Regions from separate parts of the Zea mays genome. Here region 2 is linked to region 1. The links are chromatin contacts, called in public Hi-C maps. All regions are on one chromosome and are shown on one strand. Each heading gives the region's core, a stretch centred on a gene start, on an enhancer-like site or on the middle of the called end of the contact. The rest is flanking DNA. Distances are from core to core; before and after follow the strand shown. Region 1 holds the start of LOC100282002. Region 2 holds the start of LOC103643335.

Region 1 (3,247 bases), core at 642-3,141:
ATTGTATAGTGTGATGGGAAGTGTTGCTGAGACGGGTGAGGATTCAGGTAATAATCCTCCTCAAAAGACTCATTCGCGGACTGTCCGGATATGTACCCGGACCGTCCGTGGTTATACGCGGACCGTCCGTCGTTGTATGCGGAACGTCCGAATGGGTAGTTTGGGTTCTGTGATGTATGTGGTGGCTTGGGTGCATGTCTAGGTAACTCATTGAAAATGGGCCCGGCCGTGGCTGTCCCGGACGGTCCGCGGTCACGGTCGGACGGTCCGTACATGTGCAGATCGGCTGATTTACTGCCGATTTGCGGTTGCTCAGGGTACGTGTCCATCGGCATCCCGTAAAGGGGTTGTGACTGGTCGTGACAACCTATAGCCGATGTATTACGCGTGTTTCCCCCTAATTCTACCTCGTGTGATGGAAAATTTACAATGCTAGATTTGTCAAATGCACGCGCTAATCTCCTATAGTCGTTTTGCATACCGCCTATAATATTTTGCATTTGTTCACGCTGTTCATCTACATAATTCTTAAGAGATTGTAGTTCGTTTGTATTACTTACATTGGGGATATCTGGCGTGGGTCACAGTGAAGCCGGATCCGTCGCCCGATGTCGAACGACTTTGTTGTTCCTGTCCACTTTGAAGTTGGCCAAGAACCTTGCTTTTGCCTCCTGGATCATCTGCTCCTTATGCTCCTCGAACTGGAGCTGTTCGTCAGCCGGCAAGGTTTCCCAAGTCGGCTCTATGATGTTGCTTGGAGAGACTTCAGAACTATCCCTCGAACCGGCTATTGAGGGCCGATTTGATAGGTCTAAATATGTCTTCCCCAGCGGAGTCGCCAAAAAGTATGTTGACGCCTTTTTGGAGCGCCAAACACTTCAACAAGAACCGTGGCGGTGCCCTCTGCACAGGGGCGGACGGTCCGCGCGCAGGGGACGGACGGTCCGCGGCCTGGTGCGAGGCGCGGCGGTGCTCTCTGGTCAGGTGCGGACGGTCCGCGGCCTAGGGCTGGACGGTCTGCGACCTAGGGCCAGACGGTCTGCGACCTGGCGCAGGGGCTAGGGTCTCCTGCCTGACGGTCGGACGGTCCGCACCCTGGGGTCGGACGGTCCGCGCGTGCGCAGGGGCGGCGGAAGATCGCCGGCGGCGCCTGGATCTCGCTTCTGGGAGGGACCCCGTCGGGGAGAAGAGATCCTAGGAGTTGTCTAGGCTCGGGCCGGCCGACCTAGACTTCTCTAATCGACGTAGAGTCGAAGAGAGGCGAAGAATTTAGGGATCGAGAAGCTAAACTAGAACTACTTCTAATTGTACTAGAAATAAATGCGAATAGAAGTTGTATTGATTCGATTGATGATGATTAATCGGCCGTAATCCTCTGTTTTTATAGAGGAGGGGGCTGGACCCGTTACCAACAAAACTCCGAGCAAATCCCGCGATTTTCGCCAACAAACGCAGTGAAAAACTCGGAACCCTAATCTATTCTGCGCGTGCGCGGACCGTCCGGCCCACAGGCGCGGACCGTCCGGACCGCGGACCGTCCGGTCTCAGAGCCGGACTGTCCGCACCTCAATTTGGTGCCCAACAATATGATAATTTTGGTCACTTTTGTTATATAGAAAGTTTAAACTAAATACTTATTGCGCTGTTGTGGTGCTAGTTGGTTATATATTTATATTAAATTAGGTAAAACGGGCTATCTGAATCTGAACACAAAAAATTCGAATACTCGAAAATTTGAGTACCCAATATATAAAGTTTATGTTGAGATATCATTTCTAGATATTCGAAATTTAAAAAGCTCGAAAAGCTCGACCCAAATTTTGGGCTAAGGTGAATGCCCAGATCTACGGACTACCAAGATGTGGATACCCGTGTTAAAAAAGCGTGAACTGTACAGTACTATCATTTCCACGGAGCCTTCCGGATAGGATTTGTCTCCCCTCCACTGCGCCTCTCCGTTTCCGCCATGGCTCCGGCCGCCGCCTTCCTGTCGGCGTGCGCCGCTGGTTCCATTCCCCGTGCGCCCTTCCTGATCCCGAGGCCTCTTCTTCTCCCAATTCCGCTCTCCCCTGCGCGCTGGGACCGCTCCCGCAGCTGCAGCCTCTTTGGCGTAGGCGCCAACACTCGCCGCGCGCCAACCCTTCGACGGAACGCCTCCACGGAGACGGTGGTTCCCTACGTGCCGGGCTCTGGCAAGTACATAGCGCCGGACTACCTCGTGGTACGCAGCACGGTTCACTGGATCGCAAATCTTTCTGCTCCTCGGCAGTCGGTGAGTTCGAGTCTGAGCGGTGCTTTGCATTACTCGTGGTTGCAGAAGAAGGTGTCAGCCGAGGAGGTGCAGGAGCTGGTGAGGGGGCAGAGGAAGGTGCCGCTCATCGTTGACTTCTACGCGACCTGGTGCGGGCCCTGTGTTCAGATGGCGCAGGACATCGAGATGGTGAGCCACCCTCCCTGCCAGTTTTCCATCATTTGGTTTGCCTGTGTGACTTTTGATATCTTGGCCAACACAATGCCTGTCTGTGAAGTTGCAATCAATGGGAGTTATGGGACCAGTGGTATAAACGAGTTCTATGTGCCTCGTCAGTGACACCTTCAGCGGCAACCATGCTTTGAAATGGAAAGGAATGCAGTACACAGCTATGCTTTGCATAGGTTCTGCTGGATTAAGCAATATGTGAAGCTTCTGAGTATATTTAAATACTTTCATTGGGCGATTTAGTCTAGATTAATATCAGACTATATTATTTTAGAGGAATTTAGACAGCTTGGTAGCTGGTGTAGTCTGGTATAGGACAAGTTGACAAGGCCTACGAGAGGAATTTAGAATTTGGACAGTTTAGAATTTTCATGCGAAATGAAAAAAAAATATTTTCTGAAAATAATAAAAGACTTCCCCTAGCAAATATTAGTATCTTTAGCAATTAGTGATTCTTCTTTTGTTTCTTTTGAAAACAATGTGAAAAGATGACCAAGAAGAAAAAATCTTGTTGAAAACCACTTTTGGATTTCTAGCTTTTATTAAATCATAGTCAATCACTTGAGATTCTGTTTAACTATTGCCGGTATCTTGAATCTTGGAGCTGTTCGCACTTACGTGTGCTCCCTTTTTTCAGGACAAGAAGATTATCTAATTGCTCTTTCTATGTTGATACATCATGTAGTATCTCTAATAAGTCCTTTCAATGTATTGCAGCTTGCAGTTGAGTATGAGGACAATGCCCTGTTTGTGAAGGTGGACACAGAT
Region 2 (3,228 bases), core at 676-3,175, 210 kb after region 1:
TGACCAAAGAAATCCCTAGTTGTGGCAGCCTTCTTTTTGTGTGTCATGGGCATGGGGCACATGTCTGCAGACATGGGAGCTTGCATAACTCGATCCTTAGTGAGCTCAACAGAGTCCTGAATCCCATTTGTTGTTACCCACCTTTCGCGTACGGTTTCCTTCTTGCCTTTGGAAAATGGTATATGCTGAGCATCTGTAACAAATTTCTGAACCACATTGTCTGGCTTGACTGTGCTTTGATTTGTAAACATGTCCTTACTTCCCAACACAGTGCCCTCACCAGACACTTCTGCTGCAACATCAGAAGATATCATCCTGTTAATCCTACCACTGTCAGATACTATCTTACCCATCACGGGTTTTTTGGAAGAATTCTTAGAAAAAGATGCAGCAACAGTGTTGTATCTGTACGAAGTCCTACCATATTTGTTCATCACCTTTCTATCTTTTACTAGTGCCCATGACAGCGTCTTCCTTCCAAAGTTCCCACTTAAACCAGGGAAATCTCTTGCAGAAACATCCCTATAAGATGCAGGATCAAGCAGAACAGCATCGGAAGAAACCTGAGACCCCCAAGCCTTCTTGGAGGGAACCTCTCCATTCTCTAATTTGCCATCTTGTACAGCTCCAGCACTAGTACCAGTGCAAGCAGCAACAATTTCCACAGCACGTCCATCAGCCAAAGAACTACCATGAGCACGCCCAGACTCCAATGGCCGATGCACCTTGCTATGGCAACCGCCATCCTTTCCATGGCCAGGTAGCAAGGTGCGTGTGGTAGATATGATCTCTGGCTTTGGTGGAAATCGTGCGCCGGTCACCGGGCCCTTCTTCCCCCGCAGCTCATCAATCCTTGCTCCCCTTCCTCTGTCATGTGCAGCAGACGATTTCACCAATCCAGCATCATGACGATCTGTGTTCGACATTGGAGCAGCTCCATCCCTGGCACACGGCTTTTTGAGAACCCTCGTGCCAGCAGCTTTGGGGGACACCGCTCTCGACATCACACCAACACCAACACCATCCTTGAGGCCCGCGAGGGGACGAGCAACTGCCGGCTTCTTGAATGCATCAGAAGCTCTGTTCTCACGTTGCCCTTCGTATCGTGTCCGCAAACCTCCGTCGGCATCTGCACCAGCGAGCGGAGCAGGAGCAGCCGAGGTCCACCTGGAGGCGGGTGGGAACTGCCGAGTGACGGAGACCGCCCTCCGCTTGGGCGGTGGGAGCACGGGCGCAGCAGACGGGCGCTTGCTCACAAGAACACCACCTCGTCCGCCGCCATCCTCCTCCCGCGGCGGTGGAGCCTCACCACCAGTGGCGACGGTCGCAGCATTCCGTCCCACAGGGTCCGCGCTGGCACTCACCGCCACCTCACGGTCCGCCACGCCGCCGCGCCTCGTGTACCGCCCGCCCGCCTCCTCTCCCGCGCTCCGACGCGCTCCCCCGCCGCCGCTGCCTCCCTCGCCTCGATGACCATTGGCTGTGACATGAGGAGGACGCCGAAGCGGAGGCGGCGGGCGACGCAGAAAGACGCGGCGGGTGCCGCGCTGGTCGCGCGCGCGGTTGAAGTTGGCTCCGGTCCCCGGAGGCCGCGCCGAGTGAGGCATGACCTGGCCCAAGCACGAAACAAAAGCGCACGAGATCAACATTCGCCATTCGCAGAGCACCACCGTAGAAAAAAAAGAAAACAGAGAAAAACGAAGCCGGAGGAGAGACGCCACGTGGAGGGATACGCGCACGGACTCGCTCACCTCTGAGCTTTCAACCAACGGCGGCGTCGACGATGTAGAGGAGGAGAAGCGCGCCGCCGACGAGGGCACCCTGGAAGTTCCACCAGAGGATCCGGTTGGGTTGAGGAGAGGCATAGAGCGGTTGGGGTTTTAGAATTTGGAATTGGAGGCCGAAACGGCGAAACGACAGTGCCTTGCGCGGTTGCGCCCTTGCCTGAGAATGGGGAGGACGAGCGAGTGGGACCGGGCCCTGGCTCACGGGCACGTGGCCTGGGCCAGGGGCACGTGGCCTGGCGTGCGGGAAGTTTGGACTTTGGACTCGAGCTTGACTGCATGACTGCCAGGTCCGAGATGGGTCCCTCGGAGTCGAAACGGATATGCACACGGCGCGACCTGTCCGGCTGTCCGTCGTCTCGTGTCGTGTCGCTTGCGATTGCTCTAATTCTCACGAAAATCTCCCTTCCCGGATGAATCAATTCCTTCCTAAAATCTGGGAAAGCGAAATTATCATAAATCATCATGTTAAAAAATATGTTCTACAACTACAATATATCTAATAATAATAATACTAACTTGATGTCATGTCATAAGTATTGATGATTTGTTTTCAAAGTTCAGTTAAAGTTTAAAATTTTTTATTTAAACTAACGTCCCTCTTAGTTGACACCCCAAGCAAATAGCCACCGAATTAACCAATTATTAGCCGGGTCAATAAGGGTGTGTTTGGTTTAACTTTTGACATTGACTTTTGCCCTCTAAAAGTCAAAAGCTAAATCAAAGGTCTAGATCTAGGAACTAGTTTTTTCTAAAATTCAACTTTTTTGCAGTACAAAACTGAAAACACCTTCGGATCTGCTTTTAGTGGCTTTCGAATGGAACTGTGAAAACATATATCGAATAACTTTTAACAACTTTTAGTGATTTCGACCAAACGGTTTTAGCTTTTTAATAGTTTACAGTCTATAATAGTTTTTTCCACAGCTCACAGCTCTTAGCAGCTTTTTTCACAGCCACAGCCCAACCAAACAGACTCTAAATCAGCCAGAGGATGGTAAAAACCGACAATACTATAAAATAGTTATGTTTAAATGATAACATATTTTTGTTATAATTGACATCCGTTAATACTAATAACATCCTACAGAGAGTATTAGGGGGTGTTTGGTTTCTAGGGACTAATTTTTAGTCTCTACATTTTATTCCATTTTAGTTCCAAAATTGCCAAATATGGAAACTAAAACTCTATTTTAATTTCTATATTTGGCAATTTATATACTAAATTGGAATAAAATGAAGGGACTAAACATTAGTCCCTTGAAACCAAACACCCCCTTACAAGTCTCACTGAAAATTAAAGAAATATCCAATTTGACTGGGCAGAAAGGAAGATCACTGTACTGGGGCGCTGGGCAGTAGTGCAGGTGTGCATTGTTTGAAAACTATGGAAATCTACCATAATTTTCTTCCGTGAGAAAGTTTGCTGAACCGATATTCAAAT

The links. A called contact is a pair of places that touch in the nucleus more often than the background predicts.
Region 2: a Hi-C map of ear shows a contact between it and region 1, with 2.6 times the contacts expected there. The contact joins the promoter of LOC103643335 here to the promoter of LOC100282002 in region 1. A contact is called at or near these places in 2 of 25 Hi-C or Micro-C datasets (ear and tassel).

The regions. Positions count from the first base shown.
Region 1 is chr1:224,701,228-224,704,474 of Zm-B73-REFERENCE-NAM-5.0, forward strand. It overlaps LOC100282002, which reads left to right and starts at 1,892. Exons shown (of 4, transcript NM_001154916.3): 1 at 1,892-2,221; 2 at 2,318-2,440; 3 at 3,197-3,247. The coding sequence starts at 1,967.
Region 2 is chr1:224,906,601-224,909,828 of Zm-B73-REFERENCE-NAM-5.0, forward strand. LOC103643335 reads right to left here and starts at 1,926. Exons shown (of 2, transcript XM_008666495.3): 1 at 1,752-1,926; 2 at 1-1,610. The coding sequence starts at 1,865.